2 separate regions of the Mus musculus genome follow, and region 1 is linked to region 2. Evidence: chromatin contacts called from public promoter capture Hi-C data. All regions are on one chromosome and are shown on one strand. Each heading gives the region's core, a stretch centred on a gene start, on an enhancer-like site or on the middle of the called end of the contact. The rest is flanking DNA. Distances are from core to core; before and after follow the strand shown.

Evidence for each region. Promoter capture Hi-C pulls out the DNA fragments that hold promoters and counts their contacts.
Region 1: a promoter capture Hi-C map of hippocampal neurons shows a contact between it and region 2, with 3 times the contacts expected there. The contact joins the promoter of Dlgap3 here to the promoter of 5730409E04Rik in region 2. A contact is called at or near these places in 3 of 39 promoter capture datasets (hippocampal neurons, pre-B cells and stem cell-derived epiblast-like cells).

What each region holds. Positions count from the first base shown.
Region 1 is chr4:127,167,241-127,173,447 of GRCm38.p6, reverse strand. Dlgap3 (DLG associated protein 3) reads right to left here and starts at 4,244. Exons shown (of 12, transcript NM_198618.5): 1 at 4,083-4,244.
Region 2 is chr4:126,607,193-126,614,102 of GRCm38.p6, reverse strand. 5730409E04Rik (RIKEN cDNA 5730409E04Rik gene) reads right to left here and starts at 4,249. Exons shown (of 2, transcript NM_001145950.1): 1 at 4,091-4,249; 2 at 1-2,427. The coding sequence starts at 2,422. The coding sequence ends at 1,730.

The sequences.
Region 1 (6,207 bases), core at 2,995-5,494, 560 kb before region 2:
TGAGCCTCTCAATACCACTCACAGCTGGTTCAAAAAAGCATTCTCCTTCTTAACCACCACCCCAAAATAAAATAAATACTCACGTGGGGGCTCTCAGCCCTGTAGGCAGATGTGCTGGGAGGAGGAAGGAAGAGGTAGCTCCCCACACCCTGTCCTGAACCCCCTTTCTGAAGGAGCCAGCTCCCATCTGGACTGGGGGGAGGAGAGGCATGTGGAACTACTGAGTGAGGGGAAAAGAGAGGGGAAGAAACAGGAGCGGGGGACTGCAGGGCGGGGGTGTTGGGATGGGGGCGAGGGAATCCTTTTTAATTTCATTCTCTCCCCATGTCTACATCAGCCCTGCAGGCTCAGCTTTTTAATATTTACACACAGGAAGAGGAGAGGATGAGAAAGAACAGAGAGCAGGGGGAGGGGGGCAGGGGCTACCTGAGCTCAAAGGGCACGGAGGCAGAAGACTTGGAAAGCTGAGAGCTTGGATTCCCTGTATCACCACCCCCAGCCCACTCCCATACTGAGCTCTGGACTGGAAGGAAGAAGAACCCTGGGCCCATTCTGTCCCTTTGTTAACAAGATACTTTGAAGCTGCATCAGAAAAAGATCAGATCCCCACCCACATACCTGGACACCCCCACAAACCCAGATTTCTTGGGTGCCTTATGTGCAGATGGGAGAGGCAGTATTCATACACAAGTGTGCTCGGATGCCTGGAGTGTGTTTGCCTGTGGGCTGCGGTATATGTGCACATGAACATGTCAGCTAGCATGCACAAGTTTATGAAAGCATGAAGCTAGTCACACATTAACCACCCAAGAAATCAAACCTGTGCGACCACATTTGTAACTCAGCTCCCAAGCCACCTTACCTCTTTGCCCATGGCTCCCTAGCAAAGAAACCCAGGGGAAAGGCCATCCAGCCTTCTCAGACTCTCTTCTTCCCAGGCCCCTCCTTCCTAAGCCTCACTTTTTCTGTCTGTAACATGGGAAGAAGGGCTAATGGGAAAGGATGCTGCACTGAGCCCAGGGGCCCAACAAGTTATTAGCAACGATGAGCTGGCAGCTTGTTACCATAACGATGGTGCCACCGCCTCACCCCAGCTCAAACCCAGACTCCCCAGACGGCAGGAGGCCCGCTGAGCCAGCAGCCTTCAGACTGAAGGGGGGTAGATAAAGAGGGAATTGAGACATGATGCTTGCGGAGTGGAGGGTACACAGCTGCTCTTCCAACCCCCCACTGAGAAACGAAGCTTTGACTCCCCCAAGTGGGAGTAAAATCAAAGTCTGAGAAGGCTTCTTGACCATGGGGGTAGGAAGACACTGGGAAAGTCTCTATAGCTTGTCTCAATAAGCTTCATGATTATACTCTCTCCCAACACACACACACACACAGACACACACAGACACACACAGACACACACACACACACAGACACACACACACACACAGACACACACACACACACACAGACACACACACAGACACACACACACACACACACACACACACCTCAATTTCAGTCACCTGAAACCAAACAGAAAGCCCCTCATTCAACAGCAGTTTCCTCTCCAGTAAAAATGAGGCCAATTATGTTTACCATTTGCTCTAAACTCCTGGAAGACTGGGCCAGAAAGGGTTCAGGCAGCTACACACCCTTTTCAATCAGACAAGACTCAGAAGTTTTTCTACCCAGCAGAAGCCCAATAAGGGGGGGAAAATTGCCAGCCCAGTGAGAGGCAAAAATGCATGGGAAACTGTGGGGGAGGGGGGAGAAAAGCACCAACATCAGCTGCAAGAGATGCAGATGCTAAACGCCAGGCAGCTGCTAAAAGCAGGCATCAAGAAAGAAGGAAGTCTGAAGTTGGGCCTAGAGCAGCGCTGGTAGCCAGCTAGAACTAAGCCAAGGCCATGACCTTCCTCTGTGGTGGGTCTGCCAGGTATCCCCATCCCCAGAAATACCTGTAACCTCCTTTATTCAGAGCAGAGTCCCAGGCTGACAGATTGACAGCCTTAGACATATTGAGTCTTCATTTCCCCTACCCGCCTGCACATTCGGCTCTGAGGGGGTTGGGGAGTTTGGGGATGGAATGTGAAGGTTAGGAAATTACCTGTGGGGACACTAGTCTAGGAATCCACAGGTCCATCGGGTGACCTTGAGTAGGTCTCCTCTCTTTCAGATTCCCCAATTTGTAATTAAGAGGTTGGATCAAGTCGACTGTAAAGGTTCTTCCTCTGCCTGTCATTCTATAGCTTCCTGCAAGCTCATTCCTTGGATGTGAGCCCCCTGGCACAAAATGCAGTGGGCACTGCCTGCCAGATCAGTGGGGCAGTGGGGGGAGTGCGGGGGCTGCATTTGAGGCTGTTCATCCTGTATTCACGTTCCTTTTAGAAACACCTGCCACCCTAGCCCTCCCAGCTCTCTTTTTAGACCCTGATTCACTGCCAACTCACGAAGCTCTCCCTCCCCTCCCTCCTCTCTTCTCCCTCATCTCTCTCTTTTAGGCACTGACAGCTGGGTACAGAAGTAGACCCCACACACGCACTCAGGGGATAGTGGACAGAAGTGGAGGGCAGTGATCCAGTGTCAGGGAAAACACACTAGAAAGTCCTACTCTCTAATTGTGGCCTAGCTGGGTTTCTTGGGTCAATGGAAGACCTGGGTGAGAATGTTTCTCTACCACTGTCTGGCAATGTGTGATTGTGAGAGATGCAATGCATTTCCCAAGCCTCAACATCCTCTTCTGCAAATTGGCATCATAATAGATTGAGCTGTGTGGAATGGCTGTTTTTGCAGGTTAAAAAACACAACAACAACAACAACAAACAACTGCTCAATACTGTCAATTTCATATGGCTTAACCTGACAGCATCTCAGCTTGCTTCCAAGGCAGTTAGAGAAACAAGAAGAAATGAGAGGAACAATTTTTCAAAAGTCCTAGACTGATACAGATACATTCTTCTATTACTACTTCAAGGAACTAAGTACAGACCCACCTGAACCGTGAGCTAAACCAACGACCCAGAACTTGGAGATTTGGGACTTGGAACTCTGGGAAAAAGCCACCTGCTCCAATGACTAACAAGGTAGATCTTCCTCCTGGCCTCCTCATTCTAAAGGGCCTTTGGCCAAGCATCATTGAAATAACACAAGCTCCTAGTACTCTTCACCCTCCCCCAAAAAAGTATCCCCACACACAGGTATACAGCCTTAGGCTCACCACCAGCAGGGACTCAGCATGAGGGAAAGATACCAGTGACTTCGCAGAGGGTGCCCCAGGAAGTAGATGAAGGTGCAGAGTGCTCTTGTCTGTGTCCAGGATAAGGAGACTCTGGAGGGAGGGGGCGGTCTGACCTCGGGAAAAGTAGGATCTTCCCGTGCTAAGTCCCACCAAGAATGGGGGCGGGGCAAAACCCAGGTGTGGGTGAACCCTGCTTGGATGTATTCCCACACAGTCACACAGTACACATACCCAGACCCATTCACAGAGATAGTCGCACATGCACATGCACACGCACGTCCATTCATACACACACACTCAGACACCTACATACACAGCCACACAGTGCCAGCACACACTCAACCACACATATGTCGACAGACTCATGGACGGTTAACACCCTGAACGCTCACTGCATTACACTCACTCACCCACAGACCCACACGGTGACACCCTCATCACATGCACGCTCACACACCTGCAGAGGAAACTTCTTTCCGGATCTCCCCAACACCACGACTTCCCCCCACAGCCAGCAGGCTACTCCCTCCCAGACCCAAGCTTCCATTCCAGCCGGGCAAGGGCTGGGCGGGCGCTGGCTGGCCTCCCGCGGCCCCAGCCGGGACAGCGCGTCTGCGGAGCGCGTGGTCCCCAACCCGTCCCCGGGGTCAGTCACGCCGGCCTCCAGGCCCAGGGTGAGGCCGGGGGCGGCCGCAGAGGCCCAGCCCCTCCCCCCCATCTCGGGGCCGGAGTCCAGGCCGCTGGAGCCCCGGGCGTGGGCGGCGCCGGGGCTGCAGCGGGGCTGAGCCTGGGGGGCGCTGCAGAGGGCGCGGCAAGCGCGGCCCGATCCCCACCCCTCCCGGTTGCTTACCTGGCCCGGTCGGGCTCCAGCCGGGGTTACATGGTGCCGGCGGCCCGGGCCGGGGGCGCTGCGGCTGCGGGAGCGAGTGCGGGCTCCCGGACCCGACACTGCGGAGCCCCCGGCGGAGGGGCCGCGCCAGCTGCGGAGCCCCGAGCGAGTGCTGAGCGGCCGCGGGCGCGGGAGCCGGAGGCGGCCAAGCCACGGAGGCTGGATTTCCCGGGGACCAGGACGGGGAGGCGGGGGGATCCCGCCCGCGCGCTCCGCCCCCGCCCCCGCCCCCGCGCAGGGCGGCCGAGCCAGGAGCCCGCGACAGGGAGGGGGCCCGCGCTCCCCGCCCCCGCAGCGGCCCCGCGAGGACCGAGGTCGCAGCCGGCGGGCAGCCGCCGCGGTCCCGGAGGAGCGCCCGCGTCTCTGAGCGACAGCGCCGGGGAGGCCCAGCTCGGGGGTGCGAATGTGGTCCCCCGGGTCGGTGTGTACCGAAGACCCAGGAACCAGCACATTCGGTGTCACGACCGCGCACAGCAGACCTGGGCACCGGGACCCAAGCCCAGAGCGCGGGCAGCTGGGGGAGACACACGGCTGCCTCACCGAGGCAGTCACACCCTGAATGTCACACACAGCCTCCCCCTCGCAGGCACGTCCTCTTAGGCTCCTGTCCTTAGTTTCCCGGGTCTGTAAACCCGACCCCAGCTCTTGGCCTGGGCTCTAGGAGTCCCCCTTCTCCGCACTAGTCCCTTCTGCCCCACCCCTGCCAGGGCGGGGCGCTGTGCCTGGCCTCCGAGTCTTTGACAGGCGTCCCTCACCCACAGTCCGCCAGCGGAGGCAATCCCCAGTGTGCAGGGATAACCCCGCTATACCTGCCGTCTTAGCTGGGGGCCCCACCCGTGCCCACTGTGCCCGCCCACCTCTGGGCCCCGAGCCAGGGGCTGTGCCATGGCGGGGGTGGGGTAGAGGGGGGAAAGGGGACTGTCCGAAGCACAGCGCGAAGCTGCAGAGCCAGGACACAAGCTGCAGAAGCGCTGAGAGCTGACTGCAGCAGTCCCTGGCTGGAATCCGTCTTGGCGCCCAGAGCAATGCTGTAATGGGGGGGAGGGGGCCGCGTGGGGAAGCCGCAGGAGGAGGGGCTGAGGAGATGGGGGAGGGGCCGGTTCTGAATTCTGACTTTCCCGGCGGGTGTTGAGGGCACGCGGGCGCTCCAAGTTGTGGTAGAAGGCGAGCTACATCCTCTACCTTGTCTGGTATTGAAAACTTAAGGTGGTGAGGTGTGGGCTTTGGAGCCTTGAGACAGTCCACCACCCTAGGGACAGACCTTGGGAGATGTTCTGAGTCAGGGTCCCCAACAATGACTCCTATTTCTCTGTATTTCTTTGGTGTCACTGTCTCTCCTCCTTGAGTAACCGGGCAAACTGAGGCACGGTAAGTAGAATTCGTGGGTCCTAAGGAGCTAGAACCTGGAGCCAAGCCCACACCCATTCCCTAGAGGGACCTTTTAAGGTGCCACATTACATAAATGACAAAAAGGGACCTAGAGGACCCTTCCCCCGCGGGAAACCAAGCAGTCTAGTGAGATGAACAGACTAGCCAACTATCTTACCGCCCACGAGACCACTTCAATCGTCCCTTCAATCATGTAGTGAGGCTGCAGACAATTCCCAGACCAGCATTTATTCAGCCAAGAGCAGATGTCAGAGAAAGTAAGATAGAAAGTTGGTTCAGGAACACTTTGTAGAACTGAGAGAAATGTCTCATTTCCCATGGAGCATAAGAACAGTCATCATGTAGAATGCTAAAAGGTACCGCCATGCTCTGTCAGTTCTAAGACGTATTCTGTAAACCGGAAGGCATTTTACAATGAACACGGACATTTAGTATACAGCTTTTTCTTCTTTGCCATTACCAAAGAGCTATGTTTTCACATTGAGAACCTAAGGGCTGGTGAGGTGGCTCAGCAGGTAAGGATGCCTGGTGACAAACCTGATGACTGCGTTACATCCCCCAAGCCCACACAGTAGAAGGAGACAATAACTAATTCTCCCAAGTTGCTCTGACCTCCACACAAGTGCAAGCATCGCAGCCCGTGCCCCCATACACACTAAATAAATTATTAAAGTTTAGATTTTTTTCAAACAAAATC
Region 2 (6,910 bases), core at 3,000-5,499:
ACCCAGAAACAAAACAAAGGGCTCCAGAACCTTAACTACTGACCTACCCAATACACATTCAACCTCACAGCATGAAGCCTTCCCTAGGGCCTGCCAATCCCTGTTCAAAGGGGCCGCATGTCCTAAGAGCTTCGGGAAGCTGGACTGACCCTGTCCTCTGACTGCTTAGAAAGCTGAGCTCTGGCTTCTCCAGAAAGTCCGATTCTGAAAAATGAACCAAACCAATCTGACATTCACTGCTGCTAAAGCGACGTAGGCAGAGGAGGGAAAGGTGAAGAGAAGGGAGGTCCCCCAACTGCCCGTGGCCTTGGTGCATCTGGCCCATGATCTGCATGCTTATATGCACAGTCCCATTCTACAGACTTAACTCAGTATGGCTTTCGGCCTCTCCTCACAGTGGAGCAGGATGGTGTTTTGGGAATTCTCCTGTTCTTCACAGAGTTCTACCAGAGTCATTCTCTCCCACCGCCACCTCCCACAGAGGAGCCAGACAGGGTTCAAAACAACACACCCACCCTCCCTCCCTCCCTCCCTCCCTCCCTCCCTCCCTTCCTTCCTTCCTTCCTTCCTTCCTCCCTCCCTCCCTTTCTCTCTCTCTCTCTCTCTCTCTCTCTCTCTCTCTCTCTCTCTCTCTCTCTCTCTCTCTCTTTCTCTCTCCTCTTTCTTTCTTTTGGGTTTCTATATGTAGCCTGGCTGTCCTTGAACTCACTCTGTAGCCCAGGCTGTTCTGGAACTCAGAGTTCCAGTTGCCTCAGCCTCTTGAGTGCTGGGATTAAAGATGTGCACCACCAGAACCCAGCTAAGAGGACAGTTTCTTATATCTTTCTTTATCTCCACTCCCACCCCTGCTGCAGCCTCCGCCACTGTGCCAGTTCCCTCCCTTGAGACCAATTCTCCACAAATTGTCCTGTGCACAGGAAGGCCAGTGCAGCCAATAAATCTCTGAACCGGGGCTAGGTGTGCAGCTCAGTGGTAGGACATTTGCCTAGCATGCACAGGGCTCTGGGCTCAATTCCTTGTACAGTAATAAGCAAAATAAACAAAAAGCAACCACCCCAAATTAAAAAAAAAAAAAAAACTCTTAGGAACAAGCCAACATTAGGGACAGTGGTCTTAGAGCAAGGTTGGAGGGGAAGGGATAGGAAAGGTAGCCTGGGAAACTGCAGGAGAACAGGTCAGCCACAGCCCTCAGAACAGGAGAACAGGCCACAGCCCTCAGATCTATGACAGTGGGAGAGGCTTCTATCTCTAGGAAGCTGGGAGGTGAGACTCAGTAGAATATAAGGCTGGGGTAGACTTTGGGAACACAGGAGATGGGTGGACGCCCTGCAGGTGCAATTGAACATACATTTACACACACCTGCCCTTAAGTCTCTGCAAACACACACATTCCTAGCACATGTTTCTTATGCCAGCACTGGAACGTGTAAGTCTCAACACACACCCAACACAAGCCTGTACATATAAACTGATACACATGCATATATATCTTTTGTCTCTACATTCAGGAATATATATACACATTCCTGGGTACCTAGCCACACATGCATACATAAACACACATGCCTTACATACCTGCTTACATGTTAGCATATAGATATTCACTTATGCTTACTTGCATACATGCCAGCTAATACTCACATCCTTCCTTGTGTATAACCACTCAAAAGCCTGCAAATGCACACACTTGTGCACACACACACTTGTGCACACACACTTGTGCACACCCTTAGCCCTGGTCCTGGTGCCTGCAAGGTGCTTCCCTCTGTTGCAGACAGCGGATAAGCTCCTTCCGGTTGTCCAGGATGGTGTCAAAGCTCTCTTGCAGTCGGGCCTGCTGGTCGACCAACTGGTGCTGCAGAGCCCGGATCCACTGGAGCAGCGCCAAGCGCCGATACATCACCAAATGCGCGTGGTGTTTCTCCTTCTCCTGTTCTTTGTAGCGCTCCTGAGCCTGCAGCTGCTGCACGGCCTGGGCCACGGAGGGCAGAAGGGGATCCAGAGGGCTCGGACCTCGAGGGGTATCGCAGACAGGTTCTGGACTGCTGCTGAAGCTGTCGATGCTCAAGGAACTGCTGGCATAGCCAATGTCCTCCAGAGGAGAGCAGACACTGCTGGCACCGCTCAACTTCTCTGGCTCAGCACCAGGGATCTCCGCACCCTCCGGGGGACTGCGGACTCCGGCCTCAGGGAGCCTGGTGGCTTGGAAGACCTGGTTATCAGAGGGTGACTCAGAGGAGCTCCTTATCAGAATAGGATCCACTTTGCCTGGCACACCATGCCAGTTCTTATTGGCATCCTTAGCACTCTCCACAAAGTTGGAGTTATTGTCTGGTTGGAGGTCTGGTTGGCATACTCCAGGAGGCAGGCTCCCTGGGTACTGGGCCCCCTCTGCTAGTCCTGGCTGGATGGCAGCGAACATCTGGACTGGGAAGGAGAAGGAGAATGAGACAGAGCAGGACAGGATAGAATGGCAACCTAGAGCCCAAGAACCTTGCAATGGTGTCCCTCCCTTCTCTCTGATTATTTGGTCTGTCTCCCTCCCAGGGTTTTCCCTCTAAGGCTCACCATCTCTTCACTCTACAAACTTCTCCCAAGGTCACTTCATCCTGTTATAGCTTCAAGAACCATCCTGTGTAGGTGACTCTCAGATCTGTGTCCAGCCCAGATTCAACCCCTACTCAACCCTATGACCTACCACCAGTTCTTCAGATCTACACATCCTGACAGCTCTCCTTCCAGGGTCCTTGGGCAGGACAGCTCTGCCATCTGAAGACAAGTCTATCTAGCCATGCCTAGGAGCACCCTGGATTACTGACCCTCCTCCCATGCCCACCTCACTGTCCACATTTTGACAAACTCTCCTTTGGCCCTGGTCATTTTGACCTGGGTGATTGCCACAGCCTTTCCACTGACCCTCGTTCAATTAAAAATATAAATTTAGGAGCTGGAGATATGGCTCAGCAGTTAAGAGCACTGGTTGCTCTTCCAGAGGACCCATGTTCCCAAGTCAGATGGTTTACAACTGTAGGCATCGCTGGCTTCACACCAGCCCCCACCCCCCAGCCTCTCTGTTCACCCACATGCATGCATGCATACATACACATGCACACACACAGATATGCTAATATTTTTTTTTAAAAAAGATGTCCTGTTAAATAACAAATAATACTTGTAAAAGGAACATATGTCTACATCTATACAGATGTATAGATATAGACAGGTATATTTCATAAGTCCACAGAAAACCACAAACATTTCCATGATGTCTCATAACAGTAGCAAAATTACAGTTATGAAATAGGAACAAAAGCTAAGTGGTGGCGGCGCACGCCTTTAATCTCAGCGCTTGGGAGGCAGAGGCAGGCGGATCTCATGAGATTGAGACCACCCTGGTCTACAGAGCGAGTTCCAGGATAGCAAGAGCTACACAGAGAAACCCTGTCTGGAAAACTCAGAAATCCACCTGCTTCTGCCTTCCGAGTGCTGGGATCAAAGGCGTGCGCCACCATGCCCGGCTACTGACCACATTTGTATGACTTGAAGAACTGAGGCCTCGTGAGTGAGACATACTATTAAGTCAATCAAGCAGCTACTAAGAAGGTTCCCCTATAGGGTGGCAGCGACCCTCCCCACACCCAGCAATGGGCAGAAGTCATGAAGAGAGACTGAGGTTGGGACAGATGTTTCACTCCTTTGGCTTGTGAGAAAAGGCCTGAAGACACCACCACCACCACCACCACCACCACCACCACCACCACCACCACCACCACCACCACCACCCCACCCCTCCAACTCTCTTTCCCTCTCCCTCTCTTAAAATTTGTCCTAAATCTGGCCACAAAGGAAGCTGGGGTGGGGCGGGGCTAAGGATCCAGGTTCAAAAAGTCAGTGAAATGAGTGCAGACATCCTAAGATCAGGATTTTCCCAAGTTAACCCACAGTATGGGGGCATGGGAGCGGCTGTAGCACGGGGATTGGCGGACTTGGCAGTGGTCCGAGCTCTGCGACCCTAATCTCTGCAGAGGCAGCTCCCTAACCCGCTTTCCGGCGGCTGGGCCCCAAGCCCTCCATCAGGGCCCGGACTCACGGCCTAGAGGCGCCCGCTCCTGCGGGGCTTGCTACGGTCCCTCGGGTCCTGCTCGCTGCAGGGTGGGGGATTCCTGGACCTGCGCGTGCACGCGTGGTGACGCGGCTGCTTGGTCCAGGCACAGCGGCCCTAGCCCCAGCCCGGGCTGCGGAGTCCAGCAGCGTCTGCGCGGCTGGGCGGAGCGGTCTGACCCACGTGGGCCGGTTCGGTTCTCCGCGCAGGAACTGCCTCCTCCCGCAGCTTGACCCGAGAGCCTTGTAGGTCCGGTGTCATCTCCTAACCACCCTGGCGAGGCGCCACGGATCCATTGGTTCTCCTTGCTGCAGACATGGCGACGAAATGCCTCCTTCCTGGGTTTCCCAGGGGCTCGGCAATTGGCGAGGCCGTGGTGCGGGTCTGGACCCGCTGTGGTCCTTTCTGTGCTCCAGCTCGGCACCTTTTCTGCCGAGAATTTTCAGTTCATCCCCACTTACTCTATTTTAGGATCTTTGAGCACCTTTCTGGCTTCTAGATCTGTTTTTTACTTATTATTTATTTATTATATGTAAGTACACTGTAGCTGTCTTCAGACACTCCAGAAGAGGACATCAGATCTCATTACGGGTGGTTGTGAGCCACCATGTGGTTGCTGGGATTTGAACTTTGGACCTTCGGAAGAGCAGTCGGGTGCTCTTACCCACTGAGCCATCTCACCAGCCCCTAGATCTGTTTTTTAAAAAGACCCCTTCACTGTACTGTACCTATTTGATTAAATGCTATGAGGATTTTATTGTTTGTTGTTTTGAAACAGAGACTCATTATGTAGCCCTGGCTACCCTGGAAAGCACTATGTAGACCAGGCTGGTTTCCAGTTGCACAGGGAGATCTGCCTGCTTCTGCCTCCCAAGTGCTGGGATTAAAGGCATGTCCCATCACCACCAGCCAGCTTTCTTTAAGATTTTATTTTTTATTTATGTATATGTGTTTCTCCCTCTCCTCCCCCCCCCCCATTTCTCTCTCTGTGTATATAACTAAGAAGGAGCCCCATTCCAGGTAAGTCACAGTTCAAACTATGGCTGCAGCAATCATATTTCCTGTCAAGTGGAAGAAGCCAAGTCTATGTACTAGGAGAAAAAATGATACTGACACACAGGAGCTCAAAGACAAATGGCTGACTAACATCCCAGCTTCTGCTTCCTGGGTTTCTAGTTTTGATGCCTTCCCATGAAGTTCATATCTTGCCATACCCAACCTGAGTGGAATTTATCTCACTGATAATCAAAAGATTCTTGAATTAATACACTAACACAATGAGGTACCCCTGGATTCTGATCATTCACTGCTACTGTGTAGCTGTTTGCTGTAAACTGAAGAGGGGGGCAGACGTGAGATTCGGAAGATTCTAGAAGGCCCTCTTCAAGGTAGTGGGTGATGTAAGGGGTTGCTGGGACAACAGAGACTCTTCAGTGACACTGCCTGCTAGTTGTGTTGGGAGCTCCAGGGATGCAGATTTTCTGAGTGGCCACCCAGCTGGACTCAGGTGCCTTTGACCTAGCTGCCGTTGAGCTAGCGATGGCACTGTGAGTGAGCCCCAACCCTTAAGCAACCCCGGTCAACTCATTGGTTCACCAAGCTAGACTTTGATGGGACTGCTCCCTGAGTCTAGCATCACTGACCTCTCTAGTGGGAGTGGTATCTGTTCATGTCAACCCAGAAGGGGACTTGCCTAACCCTCGGTAGGCACTAGCAGTTCATTTGCCCTTGATAGTCTCCATCAAGACGATAGGTCCTGTAGATCCTGATAGATCCGCCATCATGTAGAAGTTGAAAGGGTCTGAAACATAAAGAAACCATCTCTGTGTTCCTGGCTAGAAACATTCTCCCCTAGACACCCAAACTTCCTGACGCAGCAGAACCTAGGATCTCAGAAACAAGAAGCAAATGCGCAAAGTCTTCAACTGCATACGGTACTGAACCCTTCCACTACATACATACATGCATGCATACATACATGCATACATACACATATGTATTTACTGAACCCTTCCACTACATACATACATGCATACATACATACATGCATACATACTCATATGTATTTACTGAACCCTTCTACTACATACATACATGCATACATACACATATGTATTTACTGAACCCTTCCACTACATACATACATGCATACATACATACATGCATACATACTCATATGTATTTACTGAACCCTTCTACTACATACATACATGCATACATACACATATGTATTTACTGAACCCTTCCACTACATACATACATACATGCATACATACACATATGTATTTACTGAACCCTTCCACTACATACATACATGCATACATACACATATGTATTTTCTGAACCCTTCCACTACATACATACATGCATACATACACATATGTATTTTCTGAACCCTTCCACTACATACATACATATATGTATTTTGATTTGGTTTGGTTTTGTTGGGGGGGGGTGCTTCTTTTTTTGAGACCGAGTCTCACTGTTCAACATGGTAAACAGATTTATAGATCCAGGCCAGAGAGCCTTGCTGTTCTGCTGTTCCTGCAGGAGGACAATTGTTTGTTCCCAGTACCCATGAGGCAGCATACAACTGGCTGTAATTCCAGTTCCAGAGGATCAGACCTCGTCTTCTGGCCTCTACATGATCATCATGCAAGCAATCAGTCATACACATAAAATAAAAGTAAATATATCTTTTAAAAAAAAGACTATAGATAGAGAGAGCTGGAGAGCTAGCTCAATAAGAAGAGTAGAAGTAAGCGTACTTGTTGATCTTGCAAAGGACCTGGGTTCATTTCCCAGCAC